Regions from separate parts of the Mus musculus genome. Here region 1 is linked to region 2. Evidence: chromatin contacts called from public HiChIP or PLAC-seq data. All regions are on one chromosome and are shown on one strand. Each heading gives the region's core, a stretch centred on a gene start, on an enhancer-like site or on the middle of the called end of the contact. The rest is flanking DNA. Distances are from core to core; before and after follow the strand shown. Region 1 holds the start of Mecr (mitochondrial trans-2-enoyl-CoA reductase). Region 2 overlaps LOC108168713 (a long non-coding RNA gene).

Region 1 (5,711 bases), core at 1,492-3,991, 860 kb before region 2:
AGGAGGCCACTGCACACAGCTGTTTAACCACCCAAGCCTTCCTTATCACCTTGGGAGAATGCAATAAAAGGTGACCTTCTTAACGAAATGAGCTTTGGGTTCGGCTAACATGACAGGAGCAGGTGCTTTGCAGCAGGCTGGCGAGGGACACAAATGATGAGCCTTTGGGAGCACCACCTCACTGCTCTCAGTTTGAGTTCATTTCTGAAAATGGAGGCCTGCTCATAAGGACTTTATCACCTCACTGCAGCAAAATCTCCAGGGAAGTGTCTATCCTGACATGATTGATTCCCTATGAGCAAAATACAACTTATGGCTGATGGGTCAGCTCAGCAGTCGGAGGTACTGATGCCCAGACCTGATACCTGAGCTCCATCACCTGTTCGCTAAAGACGGCAGGAGAGAACTGACTCCTGAGAGCTAGCGCGCTCTCTCTCTCTCTCTCTCTCTCTCTCTCTCTCTCCCTCCCTCCCTCCCTCCCTCCCTCTCTTAAAATCAAATATGAGATGTTTGATCTTAGACAAATTAGTCAACCTCTGAACCTCTATGTCTATAATATCCTCTTATAAAATTCTGTTGGATCTTAATTCATAATTTCCGCATGTGAGCTACCAACTAATTACACATATCTTACCAGTCAAAAGAGCTGTTAAGGTTGTCTGGAGTAGGGCTAAGGTGAAAGCACCAATCTGGGAATTAGGGAATCTAGAGTCAGCTCTTTGCCCTAACTTGGCTTAGCTGAGGGTTTGGCAAGGTCACTTCGTTCTCTGGGCCACATCACAAATATACCATACAGGGATAAGAATGAACAAATGTCACTCCACCAAAAAGCCCCGGAAGTTTCCCCTGTGGTGCCTTTATAACTCCTTGATTCACAGCAGACAGAATTACTGTAATGGTTCATGTACCGGCTAGGTGCTTTGACAGTCAGAGAGGAGCTTCGGATAAACTCAGGGGCATGGGCCCTCTGGCCACACCCACTCTAGAACAATGTAAAAGAATATCAACAATAATTCAAATTCCTTGAGAACCTGGGGGGGGGGGGAAGAGAGGCCACAAATTCCAGATCAGCCTGGGCAACACAGGAACACCTTGTCTGAGGGGAGAGAAAGGAAGGGGAGCAGGAACAGTGGGGAACACACCTGCAATCTCAGCACTTGGAAGTTAAGAGCCCAGCCTCTGTTTAAAAAGGGGGATGGGGTGGGTAGGTTTGGAGTTGCAAGCCTTTAATCCCAGCATTTAGGAGGCAGAGGCAGGCCATCCAGGGCTACAAAGACCCAATCTCAAACAAACAAACATACATACATATAACCAAAGGAGCTCCCTCCCCCATTAGAAGCAGGCAACTTCAGCCCCAGTGCTGGGGGCTGGGGGTGGCAGAGGTAGAAGGATCACTAGAAACTCCAGGTCAGCCAAGGCTACTCAACATGTTCTAGGCTAGCTGGGACCATACAGGGAGACCTTAAGAAGGGAAGAAATAATAATAATAAGATGCATGTTGGTAAGCCCAACTTGTCCACTTTTTGTTTGTTTTTGAGGCAGGGTCTCAATATGTAGTTCAGGCTAGCATTACATTCACAATCTTCCTCCCTTAGCAAGTGCTGGGACTACAGGCACACACCATGCGCATCCCCTAAACTGTATTTGAAGATTTTTTTTTAAATTTTTATGTATTTTTACTGTGAGTGTGTATTTTGAGACAAAGGCTCATTATGCAACCCATGTTGGTCTCAAACTCATAACCCTTTTACCTCAGCATCCTGGGATTATGAAACAACTCCTTTTTGCTTGTTTGTTTTGAGACAGGGTCTCTCTCTATAGTCCTGGCTATCCTGGAACTGACTATGTAGACTAGACTGGCCTTGAACTCACAGAGATCTGCGGGCCTCTGCCTCACTAGTGCTGGGATTAACGGCACATGCCATCAAGCTGGGTTTAAACAACTCGTCATAATTAGGCCAAGATGCACACATGGCTTGGTGGAAGGGAACTCGCATGAGAAACAGGTGAATTCCGGCACCTATTCCAATCACTAATTAGCCGTATCATTTTAGACAAGCCCCTCGGCCTCTGTGAAAGGCAAACAATAATCTCCTATTTAAAAACAGGTGTAGAATCTAGGTAGGCTGTCAGACCGTATGTTCAAATTTCTATTCTCACTGGCTGGGTGACTTGGGGCAAATGTTAATTTTAACTTTCTTATGCCTCGCTTTTCTCATCTGAAAAAAAAATGCAATAAATACCCCCAGACTGTTGCTGTGACAAATAGTCGGAAGCATCCACTGAGACAAAGGAGTGACTGCCACAATCTTCAAACCAATATGGGTCAGTAAACTCTGGCACCGGTGCCTCGCGGGTCCTTGGCCGCCGGAAAGCACCGGTGTCGGGTCAGCAAGCACGCCCTGGGGTCTCGGCATCTGTAGGACAGCAGAACCCTCTTCCTCGGACCCTGTCCTCTCCTGGCAGTCCGCCGCCCGCCTCAAAACCCTCCAGGAACCCCAGCTCCCTCCCCGGTGGCGGCGCCGACTCTTACTGGACGACCTTGGCTGGATCCCCATGGTTGCCATAGACCAGCGCCCGCACCCGTGACGGCTCAGAGAGAGCGGAGTAGGAGGATGTGGTCCGGCCGTGGCGGTACCAAGCCTCGAGGAGACCCGCAAGCTGAGGTGCCCGGGCTCGCGCCCCTGTCACTCGCTGGCTGACCAACATGCTGCTTCCAGCACTGGCAGAATCCGGCGCTCTGGACTACGTCATTCGTCCGCGACAGCAAGCCTGAGCCCCGCCCCGCTCGTGACCGCGCCCCCTTCTTTAAAAGAGGCCGCTCGCTCTCTGCCCAGGTATTGGTGTAGGGTTTCTCCCGGACTGGTGTGAGGATTGAGGGTGGGCTACGTAAGGTATTCAGAGACCTGGAGAAGTTGCACAGCTAGCCAAAGCAGCCTACCCATGAAGAGAGTTCAGAACTGGCTTAAAGCTGTGACTGCTGCTTGTCGCGTGGTGTTTCCGGGAAGTCATTTACATTCTGGCCTCAGTATCCCCTTTGCACTCTTTATTGAGATACCACTGTGCCAGACTTTTTAAAGTATCATTTCATCTTCAGTTCCCCCAGAACAACACAAAGACTTTATCAGCCCAGCATCACCACCATCATCAGTTTTTCGAGACAGGTTTCTTTGTGTGTTCCAGGCTGTCCCTCTGTAGACCAGGCTGGCCTCAAATTCAGAGATCCGCTTGCTTCTGCTTCCCAAGTGCTGTGATTAGAGGCATGCTCTACCAAGACTTGGGGACTTCTTTACCCAGAGTTAACATACCAGGAATACCAGGCTCAAATCCTAGCAGCTCTTTCCTAGCTTGGGCAAGTGAGCGCAACTTGGAGCCTATTTCTCATTGATGCCATGAAAATGATATACCTCATTTCAGACGGTTGTGAGGAATGGATAAAACATTAGAAGAAGCCGGGTGGTGGTGGCGCACGCCTTTAATCCCAGCACTTGGGAGGCAGAGGCAGGCGGATTTCTGAGTTCGAGGCCAGCCTGGTCTACAAAGTGAGTTCCAGGACAGTCAGGGCTACACAGAGAAAATCTGTCTTGGGAAGAAAAATAAAAACAAAACATTAGAACAATGTTAAGGAAAAATAAAAACAAAACATTAGAACAATGTTAAGGTTGACAGGATAATACATTGTAAAACCATCAAGCTGTTCAGCTATGAGAGGGGTCCCATGAAGGAAGATGTCGTTTAAAATGCTCACAGCATACAAAGAGATTGGGTGGGAAATGAAAATTCTTTGTAAAAGGTATTAACCTGGAAAGACGCAGGTTCTTAGTTTTGGTGGAAAAGAAACATCAGCATAAATAACCCGTCCGTGGAACATTTGTGTACATGCAAGTGTGCACTGTTGCAGGCTGAAGAAAGGGAGCAAGGAAGTGCTGCAGGAGGCAGTCCTTCCATTCCCAAACTGCGTGCATGGAAATCAGATGAGGTTCCATTTTAGGACTCCTGATTTAGAAACATGGAGAGAGGTACACGATCCAAAGGTATACATTCTTAGACGTTCCCCAGAGTCCGGTGATGTGGTAGCCCAGGAAATAAGTATCAGAGAGCGTTTGAAAGACAAAGATGATTGACCCAAAGCTTGCCGTGGGAAACAAATTTTTCTCTGAGGAGGAGAGCCCACCAAAGCATAGAGATTAAGGTTTTGGGAACTGGACTCAGGCAAATCTAGATTTGCATCCTGGTTCTGCCATTTCCTGGATGTTTGGTTTTGAATTCGTCACTTGGCTTCTCTGTGCCTCTGTTTCCCTCATGGTTAAAATGAAGGGAACTGAGCTAGGGAGGTAGCTCAGTGGTAGAGCACACTCAGTGGTAGCACGTGTGAGGTCCTGGGTTTGATCTCTAACAAGGCAAAGACAAAAAAAGCTCAACAATAATCAAGAGACTAATAGTCCCAAGGTTGTCTTGAAGACCGAGGGAGCGAGTACCACTTGAACCACTTAGCACACTGTTTGACATATGGAACGTTCTAAAACGATTCCAGGAATATGGTGTGAGGATGAAATGAGAGCTATCACTTTGTAAAACACTGGGGTTTGACTCAATAACTGCATTTATTAGAGAAATCTGATACCTACCAGTAGGGGAAAAGTCTGTTCTCACAATAGGTGTGCACTCACGTGAACACCTATTTCCACAGTGACAGGGAGGCATACTTGTGCCAGAAAGTTCACAAGGTCCCTCTGCTGCATCCTCTAGGTGACACTGGGATGTTCCTCTTTATCCCCTCACCCCCACCGCCCACTGGCTCCTCCTCCTCCCCAGGCAGCCAACTAGGAAAGTCTGGAGAATCAGGCTGGAAAGTTTTCCTCCTTAAGGCTGGATTTCATCTCCCTCCACACCCTTTCACCTTTCCCTTTGGTCTAGGCCATCTGGCAGTCACACAGTTTGAGAACAACCGGTGAAGGGGTTTAAGCCTATTGGCCTTAGCTTTGCATTCAAGACCATATGCACTTTGATGCCTACCCTCTTTCTGGCTTTATCTTTTGCACTGTACATAGCCAGCGACCCAACTACACCCAACTCCGCCCTCACCAGCTCTTCCTTGTCTTACGCTTTTATTCAGGTTTCGATCGACTGAAATGAATTTTCCTGTCTAACCTTCCAGGGGAATTCCAGGTTCACATATTGTTCTATTGAGCAAACCCCAATGCCTTTGTAATTTCTCTGGGCTAATGTTATGGCCTTTAGGATACTATCTTGTAGTTATTTATATGTCCACTTCCCCCTCCAGGCAAAATTTCATCTCCGGGATGCCAGCACTCAATATGGGGCCTAACACAGGATAGGCATCATAAATATTCCATGAGTTGCAGGTAATTGAATTTCTTCCTGACCTGGCACTGACTGTGGTACCCTATCCTTCTCCCTAGATTTGGGGCAGCCACTCCAAGCCAGGGCTTTTCTCTATCTTGCAAGGATTGTTGAAGTTTGTGGCCCTTTTTAAAGCAAAGGGGAACAATGTTCTCTTCCTCTGTTTACCTGTTGCTAACACTGGCACACCACATTCACCGTAGTCTCTGAGGCTGTCCTCTGACCAAGGAGCAAGAGAACGTGGAACCGATCAGATTTGAGTTCAAATCCTGACACCTTTATGGACTGACTGAGTGACCTTGCGCAAATACATCATGCTCTCTGATTCTCAGTGTCCATACCTCAAA
Region 2 (6,004 bases), core at 1,000-3,499:
TGATTTTAGAAGAATGGGAGGTATCAAGCCTGAGGCTTTGTTCACTGCTCACAGATGACACACCAGGGCCCAGCCCGGAAGTTCACAGACTCTAGTCATTCTTATCTCTGCATCCCAGTGGACAGAAAGGAAAACTGAGGCTGAGAGAGATTCAGTAAAGCCAGGCACTCATGAGAGATGTGGCCCCAAAGCCTGTGTTCCAAAGTGATGCCATGTGAGAAGGAGAGAGAGGAGCCCAGAGGCTCCGGGGCCCCAGGAGACTGTCCAGATGTCTACAGGAACATGAGCAAGATGCAGACCAGGGGTTATCAGCAGACCTCCTGAATCCTGAGCTAGCTGACACAGGGCAAATTTGGGAAGAGGTTGAGACAGTTTCTGGGAAGCAGAATGGTCCTTTAGTGGGTTGGATATTTAGTGAGGTCTGCCTCAGCTTCTGCCATTCCTGGCCTCTCAGGAAGAGTCAGGATGAGTAACTGTTACTATGGAGACCCACAGGAGACTGATGGAAGCCTGGTCCTCAGCAAGCCTGACTCGCTGCTAGACTGACAGACCTACCATGTGGGACACAGCCAGATCAGGAGGCCAAGGAGAATCAGAGCAGCAGAGTACCATGTAGCGGCTGGGGCTGGCCAGGGCAGCCAGCCCATCAGAAGAATGGACCACTTGGAGTCAGGAAGGCTTGAGTTGGAACTCTGGGTATATACAGTCTCTGGTCCTGTGGTTTGAGGCTCAATGTGACTATCCATATCGTTGTCTGGTCAACAGGCTCATCGAACATAGTTCTCCTCCAAGTCATGATACAGGGCCCCCCCCGGCCCCCCGCTCTGGGCAAAAGTGCTTAGCAAGTCAGGCCCTTTCTAATCCCCTCTGGACCCATCCCCATATTCTAGGATGTGAGTGAACGGTAAACGATCAGCAACTGCAGGAGTACCCCTACTACCCCATCACCCCATCTCAGTGCTAATCTCTACCCTAGAACACAGAGACCCTCACCTGGCCCTGGGAAACTGCATCCCACTAAGAGTCCTTACCTTTGGGCGACCACAAGTCCAGGGTCCCAGCCGTCCCACCTCCAATAAGCCTGGTGGCCTCTGATCATTTAACACACTTCTTACAAGCTGCCTACCATCCTTCTAGCCTGATACCCTCTGCTAGCTCTGTGGAATGGCCATGTTGCCTCCACTTAACAACTATCATGAGACCCAGAGGGGTGAAAAAAATAAACAGCCCGGGAGGTGGCATGGTCACCTTGATGGTCCTCTCTGCTCCCCAGCCTCTTCTTCCCCATCAAGGCCCTCTGGACTTTTCCAGGCAACCTCCCACTGACTGCTATCACCTGCCCCACCGGATGTGCGCGTCATGACAAAGCACCCAGAAAAAAAAATAATTCATGCATAGATCTCTAGGGCCTCTCTCACTCTGACTTTCATGAGCTCCCTAGTCCTCTCAGGATAGAATGTGCAGCCCATGGGAGACAGAAACACATAGGGTCTTGCCTATGTCTCCTCCACTCCCCACGTCTCCTCTAAAGCCATGACTCCCACTCCATCCTTCCACCTTGCTCTTTTGACCAGAGTCCAAGCTTGATGTGAGAATTCACATTGTTCCCTATGGTTCTGATTCTCTGACACCATGATGCTAAGAGTATGTCTACCCCAAGACATCAGCATTGCAGGACGTACTTGCTGTCCTGCATCTGAAACACACACACACACACACACACACACACACACACACACACACGCCATAATCCATAGAGACCTCTTCTCACCCTTCCCAGAGCTGGGGTTGCTCCCCTGCAGTTCCCACTCCCGAGTCCCGAAGGCACTGCGCACAGATCATAGGGAACAAAAGCTGATGGGGACTCGTGTGTATCTCAGTGACTGAATGCCAGGGAGCCACTTAAATCCCGGAGAATCTGGAGAAAGAGGAGAAAGCCGAAAGCAGAGGGAGCAAAGAGGGAAGAAAGATGTATCGGGGAGATTACTCTGTCACTCAGACGTGAAAGAAATCTGTGCAATTATTTTGTATCGTGTTTCATTGGAATGTGCACCTCGTCCTTGGCTGCCTGCAAGCCTCGGATTACCCAGACAGAAAGCACAATGAAAGACACGCAGCAACAAATACAGACACAAGTGTTCCTGAAACTGAGATTATTTACAGAGGAATGAAAATCAAGCCTGAGACAGAGAAGCCACCTGGCACTGAGACTCTCCAAGCTGGATGAGAGCTAAGTTCCCGGGGCCGTCATCTTGGATCTGCCACCAGTACATGTGTGGCTTTGAGCAGGCTGCCTCCTTGGCTGAGCTTCATGTGCTCTGTAAGACTCGTGGGGCTCTCCGTAGTAGCATGGCAGACCCTTGGACTGGAAAGTCCCTAGCAAGGGTGCCATCCTGGGCACTGGAGCATGCTCAGAATCCTCTGACTTCTGCCCAGCAGGTGGGTCCCACCAGCACTATGCCAGGTATGACAATGTAAAATTGTCCCTAGAGAACAAATCTACCACTAGAAGAGAGGGGAATTAGATGTCCTCAGAGCTCAAATGGGAGACGACAGAGACAGAAAGAGGTACAGGGATCCAGCTCAATCAAGGGGAGACATTTGCCGTGGGCTTATAATCTCTACCCACCTCATGCATGAGTTCAGACCAAAGGGTCTCAAATGAGTTAGAGCAGCCATTTGGGGGGAGGGGCAGGGGCACATAAACCGATTTTTAGCATTTCTCCTTCCTTCCAGAACTTTCTCTTTGCTCTGTCATCCTAGTCTATGATCTATTCCCTATTCCATGAACCCCAGCACCAACCCCCTAACAAGCAAACCTACCCACTACAGCATGGTTGGTGGAGGAGTAGGAAGGACTGGCTTCCATCTTCAAAGAGAAGAGATTTAGGAAGTCCAGCTTTTACCCATGGACTCTGCACAACCAGAGACCCCAGTGAGGGAAACCCTGGGCAGAAAACCTATAGATGATGAGGTGGGTTGGCAGGGGGTACCTGGATGTCCCCAGTGAGGCCAGCAGGTGGAGGATACACAGGTGTGGTGGCAGATGACCCCAGTGGAGATCAGGAGACACAAATGTCCCCAGAGAGGAATTGATGCCGTTTTTTTTTTTTTAAAACAATAAAACACATCCAAACAGAAATTCTCTAGCCTGATGTTAGTTCATGCGAGACTGTCGTCTCATTAAAAAGCGCACAGAAAAATATTTCTATCTGGAAATCAATGGAGGCTCATTGATTACTAGCAGAAAACATCACCAGCTGAATATTCAAGGACAGGCCAACGGCACTGAGCAAATTGGCAGAAAAGCCTTCTTCCTGCCTTCACCTGTCTGCTCGGGCTCTCAAAGGAGAGCACCACGGCCTGAGTGACCTGCTGAACAGTTCACTTCCTCCCTGTTCTCAAGGTTAGATGACCAAGATCAGGGTGTCCTCGGGGCTGGGTTCTGAAGACAGCTCTTTTATCTTGCCATTTCTCCTCAGGAAATCTTGTGCCAGGATTTGTGATCAAACCCTGGTTGGCCTCTGCTCAGAGACAGCCCAGCATCCTCTATGCTATCTCTGGGCCTGAATTGGTCAGCCCCTCTCCATCCCAACTATCGTCTTTTAGCCCCATATATGATGCACACCTGTGAGGAGTTCTCTAGACCTCCAGATTCCATCATCTGCCTGGTTCTCATCCTTCCTCCTCATCTCTCAGAGCTCCAGGTCGTCCATCATTGTGCTGGCATTTAATGATAGTATGGGGACAGGGCATTGGTCCAGTCATAGCCTGGACTCTGGGATCAGAAACCTGGGTCCATCTCCTGGTATTATGGGTAAACGTACAACTCCCATGGATGAGATGGGATGCTGAGGCTAGCAGCAGCAGCATCTTGATACAGTGCTTGCCCAGCATGCATAAGTTCAACCCCTAGCACTGCATAAAAATTGACTATGGCCGTACATCCCTGTAACTCCAGTATTAGGGAGGTAGAAGCAAGAAGATCAGAAGTTGAAGGTTATCTTCAGCTAGTGAGTTCAGGCCAGCCTGGGCTGCATGAGATCCTGTCTTTTATGACCTTGTGGTGGTTTACATGAAAATGGCCCCCATAGAATCAAGTGTTTGAATACTTAGTCACTGGAGAGTGGCAATATTTGAAAAGATTAGAAGGATTAGGAGGTGTGGCCTTGTCAAAGAAAGTAAGGTTTTGAAGTTTCAAAATCCACACCAAGCCTGGACAGTCTCTCTCTCTCTCTCTCTCTCTCTCTCTCTCTCTCTCTGCCTACGGATCAAACTGTAGCTCTCAGCTACTGCCTCAGCGCCCGCCTGCATATTACCATGCTCCCCACCATGATGATAATGGACTAAATCTTGAAAACTGTAAGCAACCACCCCCGCCCCCAGTTAAATGCCTTCTTCTCCCAGAAGAACTGCCTCAGTCACGGTGTCTCTTCACAGCAATAGAACAGTGACTAACACTGCCCTCCTTAGAAACTGTTAAGTGCTGTAATAACAATTAACTACATTTACTAAGCACACCCTGAGTACCAGAGACTCCACACAGCATCTCCTTCAACTGTGGTACTGATGCAAACATTTAGGCCACAGCATCTCCCAACATTCGGCTCTAGGTAGCAAGTTGATACGGTGATGTCACTGAACCTGAGGAAACACAGCTTCCCAGCAGCGAAACGAGCCGAAGAAATTGTGCATGATGCTGGAACATGGGGGGGTGGGTGGTGGGGGGGGCGTGGCCTCTGTTTTACAGATAAGGAAACCAAGGCTCATAAGGGAGTTCGAGGGACAGAGCTAAGTCAGAGTCTAGACCTAGGGATGTGACTCCTTATCCCAGGCACAGGTTTGGGGTTGCTTTGTGTCCCAACATACACACGGGATAAACGTGGTTTCTGAGGTTTCTGTCTCTTGCTCCTATGCACACGGCCAGGCCCTAACGCGATCCTTTGCAAAGTATGCAGCCTATCCTGCTCCCCACTGGGCAGAAAAAGCTGACAGGCTACTGAGAGAACAGGTGCAGGGCAGGGGCCAGGAAGCCCTGCAGGGAGGCACCCTGGATGGCTCTGGTTTGGGGAGGTTCCAGGCACTAGCAAGGATTTCAGTCCCCTCCCCCAAAGCCCAAAAGCAGACAAAGAGGGGAGACGCTTACCGCTCTTCATCTTCAGCATCCTCTTCATCTTCAGCATCCTCTTCATCTTCAGCATTGGCAGAGCCTTGTACCTGCATCAGTATCACAGGTTAGCTCTTTCCAGGCTCTGGGAGGAACCTACCAAGATGGATGCCTCTTAGCCTGATTGCTGCTCCTTCCAGGGTCAAAGGTCACACTGATAGCTACCAGCCCACTCCAAGCCTCCTGCTGAGCCATGCCCAGGCTGTAGACGTGTCTTAGCTGTGAAACCAGCTCTCTCCCTCAAATCACTGGGAAAGCCAGGTGTTGAATCCTTTCTAGGCCCAGAGTTCATAAACCAAGGTTGCTTACAGGTTTATGCTGGGCTGGCCAGGACCCCAAGGAAGATGCCATCCTGGAGTCCTCTCTATTGCTCCAAACCCTGTCCAGGGCCAAGGGACCAGCAAGGGCCATGAGGCTCAGTTTAGAGAGCTAACATCAGGAGAGTGATGTCATGAACGGGTCAAGCAGCTACTATCCCTGATACCTTGGCCCTCCTCAGCCACCCATGGTAGGCACTCACCAGCCAGGCCCAGGAAAAGAGGACTTGGGTTGCAGAGAGGTTTCCTGGAGAAACCTCAGGACACATTTGCCCGATACAGGATCCAGAGACACTCAGGGTTGCCACTGCTCAATAACTGGCCTCTAAGTTCATGGCTTTGGGGAGCTGAGAGCTTAGGCAAAGTCCTCAAGCCAGGCAGACAGGAAGTAGAGCACGTGCCCAGGGATTCCTGCCTATCTCACTGAAGGGTGTGGATTCAGCGCAGGCAGAGGAGACCCTGCTCCACCCTCCTCCACAGAGACCCTTGCCTACCATGTCACCCTGGGCCTTTACATGAG

The links. HiChIP or PLAC-seq counts read pairs in DNA pulled down with a chosen protein or histone mark.
Region 1: an H3K4me3 HiChIP or PLAC-seq map of embryonic basal ganglia shows a contact between it and region 2, with 9 times the contacts expected there. The contact joins the promoter of Mecr here to the enhancer-like site in region 2. A contact is called at or near these places in 8 of 39 promoter capture datasets (the HPC-7 cell line, cranial neural crest, frontonasal cranial neural crest and 4 more), 2 of 15 datasets of contacts at CTCF or cohesin (embryonic stem cells and large pre-B cells), 10 of 484 Hi-C or Micro-C datasets (bone marrow-derived macrophages, cerebellum, cortical neurons and 3 more), 15 of 115 datasets of contacts at active chromatin or transcription factors (SST interneurons, craniofacial prominence, embryonic basal ganglia and 9 more) and 1 of 9 other capture datasets (embryonic stem cells).

The regions. Positions count from the first base shown.
Region 1 is chr4:131,840,501-131,846,211 of GRCm38.p6, reverse strand. It overlaps Mecr (mitochondrial trans-2-enoyl-CoA reductase), which reads right to left and starts at 2,741. Exons shown (of 10, transcript NM_025297.2): 1 at 2,534-2,741. The coding sequence starts at 2,709.
Region 2 is chr4:130,980,881-130,986,884 of GRCm38.p6, reverse strand. LOC108168713 (a long non-coding RNA gene) reads right to left here. Exons shown (of 5, transcript XR_003955121.1): 3 at 5,147-5,217. Among named protein-coding and RNA genes, the nearest start is that of A930031H19Rik, 27 kb to the left of the region's middle. Within about 2 kb of position 2,249, at least 11 of the 459 cell types and tissues checked have an H3K27ac peak or open chromatin away from gene starts, as enhancers often do. A contact at or near this core is called in SST interneurons, cortical neurons and hippocampal neurons, where this site is marked.